2 separate regions of the Capsicum annuum genome follow, and region 1 is linked to region 2. Evidence: chromatin contacts called from public Hi-C data. All regions are on one chromosome and are shown on one strand. Each heading gives the region's core, a stretch centred on a gene start, on an enhancer-like site or on the middle of the called end of the contact. The rest is flanking DNA. Distances are from core to core; before and after follow the strand shown.

Region 1 (5,987 bases), core at 13-2,512, 140 kb before region 2:
ATCTCTGTTAGGAAACCTTCATTGAACGAACACTTTCAGCTTAAAAGTCCTTGTATTAATTTCAGGCAGTGAACTCTCCGTTACATATCAACAAATACTTGAAGACCCAATGCAGGGAATGCTGAAACTTCCTATTCATGGACTCCTAGGGATATATTAACAAACATTTAACGACCCAGTTTTGAAAAAGCAAAAAAATCTCATAGTTGACACATGAGGAAACCAGTTGAAGACCCAATTCAGAAAAGACTGAATTGGGTCTTCAACTGGTTTCCTCATATGTCAACTATGACATAGTTAAGAATACACTGAGACAATAAGCTTCCCCATTCAAGGCCTTCCAGGAACACGTTGAAGACCCAGTTCAGAAATACTAACAAATAGACTGTCCCATTCACGGTCTCTCAGTGCCATATGAACAAATAACAAATTCACTCTCCGTTTATGAACAAGAAAGTGTGTTAAGCTTAAAATTGACATACGAAGAACTAATTAACACCCCAGTTCATAAAAGCACCTACAATGGGCTCCCCATTTGAGGCCTTTCAAATAAACACGAACATATATTTGAAGACCAACAACAACAAAAAACCCAGTACAGACCTAAATGCGGGGTTTGGGAGTCTAGAGGGAGTATAGTGTATGCAGACCTTCCGCTCCATATATGTGAAGACTCAGTTCAGAAATACTAACTAATAGACTTTCCCGTTAGTGGCCTCTCAGTGGCATATAAAGAAACACTAACGACCCATTCAAGTGTGCTGAACTTACAATTGACTTATGAACAACAGATTACAATTGTCTCCCCCACGCAAATATGAACATATATTTGAAAACTCAATCCAAAAACATTAATGAATAGACGTTCCCATTCATAGCTTCTCAGAGACATATCAACAAACACGTAACGTCCCATTCAGAAAAACAAATAAGAAAATATAATCCAACTTACAAAGATGGTAGAATAAGACAATTTTGAAATGAATTCCGGTACACCGAAACCCCTCGGGGCGGAGCCGGCAATGTCATAAGCAAGTGTGATAGGGGAAAGAACGAGCTTTATAGGGAATTCTAAAATGTCAATGACTTGCTGCCCATATCGGTTAGTGAATTGCTTGTACTGAAGGTCAGTGAATTGCTTCAAATTCTTTAGTAGACGATCAGTTCCTCGTGACATTGCTGAAACATTCAACTAGTTAAAGTTGGAGAGGGAAAAGGATAAAGAGGGAGATAGCCATATTTTGTATAGGGATAGGATAGGGACGGTAGGGCTGGGCATTCCGTAACTTCGTTCGGTTTTTTTTTTTTTTTTTTTAGTTAATTCCTTAAAATGTTAAACTTATCTAAACATTCTATTTAAGTAACTTTTATTTTAATATTATCACTAAATTATATTTTTTTTTATTATAATGTATAACTAAGAAATTGTTAAGAATATGTTTGGAGAATCACAAGGAAATGAAATTAAATGTAATTACATAGTTCAATTCTCAATTAGGAATAGAGAATTACGTGTAATTACAAGGTTACATTTTATTTTATTTTTTTAAATAAAATTTAATATTTTTTTCTTTTGAATTTCTTTTTTATTTCTATTATTTTAATTTATTTTTTATTTTTACTCTTTTTTTCATTTTACATTATTTATCTTTCATCTCTTTTCTTCTCATTTTTCAACTTTTCTTCTTATGATTTAATATAATTACTCATATGTTTTTTCTTTATTTAGTGCATTATTGAATTTTTATAATTTTTATTCTAGTGTTTGAATTAAATTAGTATTTTATTATTGAATGAGAATATAGACTTATGTGCTTTTCGTTCTTCTGAATTATATTTACTCGTCGGAATTTTATACAAAAGTATTATGTTTTTCTCTTGGATTTTGAATTTACGTTTCGGTTTATTTGTTTTAGTATTATAGACATGCTATTTCATATTGCATGTCACTGCAAATAATTTCAATTTTTCTATGGCTTTCCAAATATGTCCTTAACTATTTTTTAGTTTCACCTTATTTTGGAAAGATGTACATAGTTTAATGACAATATTTTCCTAAAAGTAATTAACAAAAGTTACTTTAGTAGAATGTTTGCACAATTTCAATGGCAATTTGAAAAATTAACTCGATAATTTGAAGTGACATGCAATATAAAATAACAAGTCTATAGTACTAAAACAAATAAATTGAAACATAAAAAAAAAACACAATTGAAAATTCAAGAAAAAAATACAATACTCTTATATAAAATTTCAACGAGTAAATAATTCAAAAGAAAGGAAAAACACATAAGTCATCTCATTCAATAATGAAATACTACTTTAATTCAAACACTAGAATAAAAATGTAATAATGCGCTAAATGAGGAAAAAGATATGAGTAATTATATTGGATCATAAGAAGTAAAAGTTGGAAAATGAGAAGAAAAGAGATGAAAGATAAATAATGTAGAATAAAAAAAATAAAAATAAAAAAGAAATTAAAGTAATAGAAATAAAAAATAAAATTAGAAGAAAAAGAAATAAAAATGTAACTTTGTAATTACATCACGTAATTGCACCTAATTCTCTATTCCTAATTGAGAATTGGATTATGTAATTACATCTAATTTCACTTTTCTTGTGGTTCTCCAAACATATCCTTAATAATTTCTTAGTTTTACCTTATAATGAAAAGAAGTGCATAGTTCAGTGACAATATTGTCCTAAAAAAAATAAAAGTTAGTTTAGTAGGATGTTTACACAAGTTCAATGACATTTTGAGGAATCAACTCCTTTTTTTATTTTGATTTTCGATTATGAAATTAGGTATATCGTAATCAAATCAAATTAATTTGATTTGCTTTAATTTATGTAAATTTTGGTTCAGTTTTATTTCGATTTAATAATTTTAGTTTTTTTATTTTGGGCCTGTATAATGGACTAATCATATTTGAAAATCGAACTAGTTTAACTTTCTTATATTAAAGCAAAATCAATATAAACTTATAAAGTCTTCTAAGTGACAAATGAGAATAATCACCTCCAATGCAAAAATCAGATGAAGGCCTATATATTAACTTTCGGTTGTAAAATCAATGCAAAAAGTAACTTTCGATTTCGGTTACTCAATATATTTGAATTTTGGGGCTTTGGGCTGTAGGCACTAATGGGCTCTAGATAAAGCCTAAATAGCTAATTACTTAGTCATTATAAATATTAAATAATAAATATATATTATATATATTAATATATATATATATATATATATATAATAATAATTTAAAAAAATATATTAAAAATTTTAATTTATTTTGATTTAAACCAAAAATCGAATTACGCCAACCTAAAAATCAAAAATCAAATCGAAATATCGAATTTCTGAAAAAATAAATCAAAACCGAACCAAAAAATAAAATAAATCGATTCGGTTTGGTATTTCTACTTTTCGATATTTATGCCCCTATTAGGGCTGGACTCCGCTTTGGTATAGTTTATATTTTTAATTTCACCCATTTTTTTCTCACCGATGTTGTGATATTCACATTAAAACTTCAATTAAGGAACCGTTTGGTCATGAAAATTATTTATATTTCAAAAAAAAAAAAAATTCACTTTATGTCAAAGACAACTTCAAGTTGATATTTGGCCATGAAAATTTCAAATATAATTTAAAATTATATATAAAAAGGCAAAACCCAAAAAAAAAAATTCACCTTTTTCTATCTCCTTTTCTCACAAAAATTCAAAAACAACTTCAACTATATTAATGAACAAACATAACTCCAACTCTAACTCGAATTCTAACTTAAACTCCAAGTCAAACTTTAAAATTTTAATTTTCATGACCAAACGTTACTAAATTTGAATTTGCACAGTGAAATCTCACACTAAGGATTAAAGTTCGCTAATAAAGGTAACTTAGTACTGGGGGACTTAATTGTTTAAAAAATCTAATACATAACTTGGTCTCAGCATGTATCTATGTACTTCAACTATAGGCGCCTCACACAAATTGTCGCGTAGAAAATATGTATCTTTTTGTTCAACTTTATATAAATTTAAGTGTTTATTTACTCATACCTAAAAACTAGAGGACCTAATGTCAGTTAATGTCAAATTGAAAGGCAAATTGATATATTAAGCCTTTTAAAAATATTGTATTAGTATCTAATGAAATTTGATATTATTTGATTTTCTTTTTCTGTAATTTTTCTTTACTTAGTTCACTAGCGTAGTTTGTTTTGGATTAAATAAACGGATAAAGGATAAATATACCTTCAAACATTCAAAATGGTATGTATATATTCTTAGTTATACTTTAGGGATGTATATATATCCTTACCCACATATTTTTGAGTCATATGTACCCTAGAGTCAAATAGAGGGATATGTGACATGACCTGAAATATTAATCTTATTTTATTTTATTTTTTTGAGTAACTTACAGAAATCACATAAGGTAAGGAGCTAATTATTTTTTCCCACAACTTTATCATATTACATATAATCACATAAAATACGATTTGGTGACATATTGTAATAACCTTAATACATATTGATTTTGATACATTGCCAACTAATCAGTTAACTTACCAAAATAACATAAATTGCATTTATCGGGAGTGAATCACGTTAAATGATTTTGAAAGATATAGAGAATCCCTGGATTAACAAAACAGAAGAAAAATTCAAAAAATTCCATCAGATCATCTCAATATCTAATCTTCTCAAATTCTTTCACCTCTATTAGTGTTCTTCTTCTTCTTCTTCTTCTTCTTCTTCTTCTTCTTCTTCTTCTATTTTTTTTCTTAAAATTAAAATTGCACTTTTCAAATCATTGTATCCATTCTGAAATTGTGATTGATGTAGCCTGGCGTTTCTGGTAGTTGTTCGACGAATAAGTCTGGTGATTTTATTGATAGAGTTGCGGTTGTTGATGGTTGTTGATGGTGGTGAAGAGTATGATGACGTGGTAATGATTGTGGTCGTACGTGGATGGATGGAGTGGGAGTGTGTTGTTGGATTTTTTGGTGGTGCATCATTGGAGTTTGGCCAGCAGTAAGGTGCTCGTTTCTTCTGCGCTGGCCAAAAATTATAGATCTGAAAATGTATCAAAATCATAATGTACCAAAAAATTTTATGAGTTTTCCTTGATGCAATAACAAGTATATGTGTGATATACATTATTTGAATTTTATGTGATACATTTAATATATATCAATTATGTGCATATAGATACATTAGTATGTATCATGAACAAATGCTAAACTCTATATTGCATATCAATTGGCACACAATAATTCATGGACATGCAAGTACATTCATATATATCATGTATAAAAAGAGACATTATTTTTTAATTATGATACTTGTGCATAGAGATACATTTGTATGTATTAAGAAGAAACACTAAGTTTCATATCTCATATGAATTAGTAGAGTGTGATAGATTGATATGCAGGTACATTCATATGTATCATTGAAGTGTTGTGGATTTACGACACTTTTGATGCGTAAAACTATAAAAACTTACAAGTACAAAAGTACTTTTATGTCGATATGATATGGATTTATGGTATTTGTAGGTCAAACAAGTCTGGATAAGGAAAGTGCATATTTTTGGACTTAATGACATTAGACAAGTCATCTTACGATCGTAGGATCTGACCATGATCATACCATAGTTGTCATGGGTTGAATCAGATAAGTGATACTCAGGTGTCAAGCAGACAAAGGCATTTCACAACCGCACCAAGTAGCTATGATCGTATGATTGATCATGGAAGAAAATTTAGATTACATGCCTTTAGATGATTGAGTATAAGGAGGAACAGACGAAAGAATTCCACGACCTTACCAAGATAACACAAGTTTGTATTGAAGATCATGGAAAAGTTATTCTGCAGGATGAAAATTAAAGAAAGATCCTATAAGAGAGAAACACGATCGTTCAATGAAGCCACGAGACCGCACTGAGCATCGTACCAACCAAGATTCTGAAAAGT
Region 2 (5,719 bases), core at 354-2,853:
CAATTTTGTAAACAAAGTACATACTCTACTAACAGGCCAGAATCCCAATAGTGGATTAGTAGTATTACAACAAAGAGCTTTAATAAATTTAGAACAACTAAGTATTAATCATTGGTTAAGAATTAAAGAATTTTTAAATGATTACTTTTATTATTGTACAATTAGTGGGAACTCATTTGATCAGACTCTAGGAGCTAGATTGTTTACTAAATTACCAGGGGCTATAGGAAGAGAGATAGAAAAAAAAAGGTCCAAGAGAGAAAGAGTAATACAAAATCTATATATATATATATTAGATAAATAAATAGCTCCCACCCCCATTTTTTTTCTTTTTCAGTCACCCCTCCCCGTTGCCCCACTCTTCCTCCTCCTCTTCCATCAAACCCGTCCATCTCCACCCCTACCCCGGCAAACACCGCCCCCACTCACTCACCATGCCGTTCTTTCTTTCTTGTCCTCCGTCAAATAAATCCGTCCTACCCCACACCTGCAAACACCGCGTCCCTCGCTCCATTTTTCTTTCTCTCATCTGTAAATTTGCAGAGATTTTTAATTAACAAGCAGTTAGTACCAAGTACCAACTACCAACTACCAATATATGTCATTTCTTATTCTAACAATTGATACTATAACATTATGGAGTTTAAGAGGCAAAAGTTGGTGAAAAAAGTGTCACAAAAAATGCCCAGCTAAGTTGAATATTTTCTTGTCTTGTTGAACTTTGGCACCATTTCTCAAACAAACCCATCAAACACTATTGTTCAGAATTCTCCCTGCAAATACAAAATGCAGACAAACTTGCAGCTACCCACGTTATTTCAGTAAATTCTCTACTACCAAATCTTCTTAAGATATGAAAAATCTTTCAATTTAACTATTTAAGCACTTCAGATTCACTTCAAATCAACTACAAGATCTAGTAGCCTCATGATATTTTAAAGGTTACTTACTCTTCCATTGCAAATTCAACATACCCACTTGCAAAATGCCACCTACCCCTCCCATTTCTTTCTTTCTCATCGTCCGTTAGAAAAATTCAGTCATCCCACCACCCCTGCAAACACCTAAAAGATGTGAAGATTTTTGTGGTAGACTAAAGTAGCTGCTGCCAATTCATTCATATTTCGGGAGTGAAAAGAAGACTAAATTAGTGATGGATAATGGATCAGCAGGGGATGTGGAGATGAACAACATGTTTTGGAGACTAAGCTTGCCTCAAGAATCAAATCATGATTATTTTGGATGTAATTTTGAGAATGCTGAATTATCTGTGGCTGAATGGTTTCAACTTCCAGTCGTGATTGTTTTTGTTGCTGATTTGGACTTGTTGAAAGAAAGGGGAGTAACAAATGTCGAATTCTTGAAGAAGAATGCAGTGATTTTTTATATAATAATAATAATAATAATAATAATAATAATAATAATAATAATAATAATAATAATAATAATAATAATAATAATTAAAAAAAGTGAGATCATTTTTAATTAAAAGAAGTGAGATCATTTTTTTTTTTAATAAATATGCTTTTTTTCTTTAAAAAATGGTGCATCAACTTTGAGGTGATATTAATTCACTTAAATAAATGACAACTAAATTGTGCCTACAAGTTGAAGAGCGAAATGCTTTTTTTCTTTTTTTTCAGCGCACTCATTTTTCCATAGTAAAGCATCAAAATTTTGCCTTATTTCTTACTACGAAGCCAAGACACCCAAAATCATTGAATTGGAAGCGCTGTTCCACAGACGAATGTGCGCAGTACGCGTAACGGCCATGGTTGCCACTGGCTTCGCCGCACAATCGATTCTGAGAGGAGCAATTCCTTCATTTCTATCTACTCGTCCCACTAGTCTTATCCTCCCAACACCTTTGCACACCTCAGGTGTGGAAATTTCTCTTTCTACTTATTATTGCGTGTCTACTTTTTTTGATTTTGTGTCAAATTGTATGGTAATTTTATTTGAAATAGTTGAGTGCAACGTGAATACCTGACTAGTGACCAGTGACCATCATTGCCAGCGACGGAGACAGAATTTTAATTTTATGGGCGGTATGTGAAGTGCTAAAAACTGATTTTTAATATTTCATATTTGTACTTCCAGTAGAGACAAAAACCCTGATTTCTTGTCATCTGTCATAGTTTTGGTGGACTGAGTTGCCTGATACTTATTGCTTGTGGGGAATAGGAGGTATCCGTGGAATTAGTGGAGGTGAGCGAAAGCTAAATCGGACGCATGGTTATCATATATGTATATATATCACATACCTATTTGGTGAATCATTTAATACAAAGTTTATTGTTTGAACAAAAGCTACTTAGTTTTACCAAACACGTATTTGGGCTTCTATCTCAGCCCCTGCTCGCTGGAGCTGAACAAAATAGGGGATGGTTTATCATGTTTATCGGAATATATGCTTCCAAAAGTTTTTTCAGATTCTGCCTGTTTCTGCAATTTTGGATGATCAAAAACTTCGAGGTTCATAAGCAAATCTTGTAATTACTTGTTGAGTGGTGTATCTGCTATGTACAAAAGCGGAACAGAATTTGAAGCTTGACGTCAGCCGTTTTTAACTTATTGAGTTCTAAATTAATAATTTGTATATATAAATGAATTTCTTAAAGACAAATACAGAGTTTGGACCAAAGTTACTGTGTTTGGCCAAACCTGTACCTTGGCCTCTAGCTTCACCACTGTCTATGGATTAAGTGAAACCCGTACCTCGGTTCTAAACTATTGTTTGCTAATAGCATGCAATTGAAATTGCATATATGCTTGAAAAATTAATAGCCTTGACTTGGCTTTTCATTTCAAGAAGTCCAAAATATCTATATTCCAAGCTACAGCATCATGCTGAGGCATTTTATCAACAGTTGCCATGCACTTTCGAAATTATCCATTATTAGAACATATCAACAAGTGTAGTGTCAGCGAAGACCATCAGATTCAATCTTCCTATTAGCTGTCCTCATCAATTATACCTTTTGTTGAAACGCTGAAATTTCAGTGCAAGCTACCTGTGCAAAGGTGAACGCTCGATTGATTTCTGCAGAACTGAACTGTGCATGCCATGGTGCTGATTTGTTCTGAATAGCACCTAGTCTCTAACTTGTAGTTCCACAAGATGACAGGTGCCTGAGGTATAATCAAGGTTAGAACGAAACAGTTGCATTTTACGAACAACCACATGTTGTTTGGCCGTTCATATTTATTTCACAAGATCAATACGCTGAAAGCTCTTTGGGCGTGTTACTGGTTGGGCCAATTCAGTCACTTGCTGACTAGTATAAGGAAAATTTGAGTCACCTTGAAATTATAATTACCAAATACTACAAAGTGGAAATATTAAGTACTATTTTGATCACATTTTGAAGGGGAGCCTTGGAGTAACTGGTAAAGTTGCCTCCATGTGACCAGGAGGCCATGGGTTCAAGCCTTACAAACAGCTCCTTGTAGAAATGTAAGGTGAGGCTGCGTACAATATATCCTTGTGGTCGAGCCCTTCCCCGGATCAGCGGGAGCTTAATGCACCGGGCAACCTTTTTTTTTTTTCCTATTTTGGTCACCTTTTCTTTTAGCCATATATTTATCTGCCTCAACTTCCTCATAAAGATCACATGAAACAATGTGTAATAGTTTAAGGGCTATTTGGATAAATTTGCTGATTTCTTGCATCAGAGTAAGTTGAGTAAGTTGTGCAGGATCAGAAAAGTCCTTGGGAATATCTATCGACCTAAACATTCTACTTTTATTTATGAACTTTAATAGCTGATGACCCACATGTTATTGGACCTGTTTCAAAACAGCTTTTGGAATATGCAGCCTACCACAGGCTATTAAGGGTGATGCTGATATTTTACTGAAAGGAGTGGGAAACAAGAACACCATTGAAGATGTGAAATGTATCATTGAACTGGTACATATACATCTACCAGACCGATCACTTTCCTCTCAATTAGCATTTGAAAAGTCTTGTCTGTTTTTTTCCTCTTTGGCCCCTGTTGCAGAAATAGAGCCAAATTATTTTCCTAAGTCTTAATCTAAACTTATCATCACTTATGTACTTCTCAGGCGAAACGGGCATCATTAAGACGAGAAGTTTCACATACTGATTTTCTGACTCCACCTGTCTTAAAAGAGTCAATGCTAGTCTTAGAAAAGTTAGCTGACCTAAAAGTAGTGGCACAAGGAGGATACCCAGAGGTTGGGCTCAGTTTGTTCTATAAAACTTGTTTGAGCAATAAAGCTGCTTGAGTTTATATTTACTGTCTCCTTACATAGGCCGAAAGATGCCGGCTCTCAGTTGGACACCCAGAGGCATTAACAAGTGATCCAGACAATGTTGCAGCTTTGAGGTAGGTCCTCCGGTCATTTGTTCAGTTATATATGCTGTTTAAATCAAACAATCACAAATTCCTCTTTATCAGTGTGAAAAAGGATCCTTTTTCCAGTATTTCAGGGAATTTTTCATTTCAACCTTGTTCTCATGGTGATTTCCTTGGTGCAATCCTTGGTACAGGAATTGTAAGGAATAAGCTGGGAGATATTCTCTTGCAGGTATCTTCTTTCTTTATTTTTTGGGAGGTTTTCTCTCTCTTTTGCAAGTTTTGCTAGCACCAAGTTGATTTCATCATTAAGGGTCATATTTACCCCTCTACTTTGAAAATTGGCTAAATATACCCTTCGTCATACTTTGGGATCAAATTTACCCTCTTCATACTTAAGGGCCAAATTTACCCCTCTACTTTGAATAATTGGCTAAATATACTCTTCATCATACTTTGGGGTCAAATTTACCCTTGATGTGATACTTTGGGATCAAATTTACCCTCATTATTAAGAAACTTTTCATATGTACCCTTTCTCAATAGCAAAGCTCGATCAACGTTAAATGCCCCACTTTTTAAAAATAAAATACAACTTAATGTAACCCGTCCATCTGACTCGAGCCACAAAAAAGGCACAAATAAAGATACTCCCTTCAGTTTTGTTGGGCAAATTTTTCCAACGAGATTAAGCCACTGGATATTTATAGTACGTAGCTCATGAAAATTTGATCTGCATTAGTGCAAACACAAAGAAATATATCCCTCTCTGAATTATGAATCTGCATCAGTGCAGAGCTCATGAAAAATGACACTTGATGATCAGATGCAATAGATTAGGCCCATTGGATATTTCTCTGGATGATTGAGTTGAGGGTTCTTCCTATGTGCCAATCGTGACGTCTCTTCATTCATATATCTTTATATGCAATTTAGATCTATACAATTTTTTCATCAAGTCGTTTGCTCAGAAAATTTACTCACTCATTCTAGAATCTAGTTACACATGGAATTACATATCAAATTTTAAAATTTGAACATAATCGAACAAGAGCAGAATTTGTAATAGACATTTTTTGTAGTTCCATGCTTCTACATTATATTATTTCGTTTTACATTTTCTTCAATTGTAAACAAACTACCAGTATTGCACGTTGAAAGAAAAATATTTTTGTTCGTTGGAAAAATTCGACCAACAGAACTGAGAGAGGGGTATATTTGTTTGTGTATTTTTTGTGGTTCAGATCGGGAGAATTAGATTAGGGTGTGATTTATTTTTAAAAGTGGCAATTTAACGTTGATTTGGGTTTTTAAATATGCCCCCAAAGTATGAAATCGAGTGTAAATTAAGCCTCAAAGTATGACGAAGGGAATATTTAGCCAATTTTTCAAAATAG

What was found. Hi-C and Micro-C count contacts between places; a contact is called where the count stands out from the background.
Region 1: a Hi-C map of leaf shows a contact between it and region 2, with 2.7 times the contacts expected there. The contact joins the promoter of LOC107842376 here to the promoter of LOC107842392 in region 2. A contact is called at or near these places in 3 of 5 Hi-C or Micro-C datasets (leaf and placenta).

The regions. Positions count from the first base shown.
Region 1 is chr9:170,016,614-170,022,600 of UCD10Xv1.1, reverse strand. It overlaps LOC107842376, which reads right to left and starts at 1,262. Exons shown (of 12, transcript XM_016686182.2): 1 at 953-1,262. The coding sequence starts at 1,177.
Region 2 is chr9:169,880,393-169,886,111 of UCD10Xv1.1, reverse strand. It overlaps LOC107842392 (putative RNA-binding protein YlmH), which reads left to right and starts at 1,603. Exons shown (of 10, transcript XM_016686213.2): 1 at 1,603-1,880; 2 at 3,804-3,913; 3 at 4,069-4,200; 4 at 4,279-4,352; 5 at 4,449-4,554. The coding sequence starts at 1,748.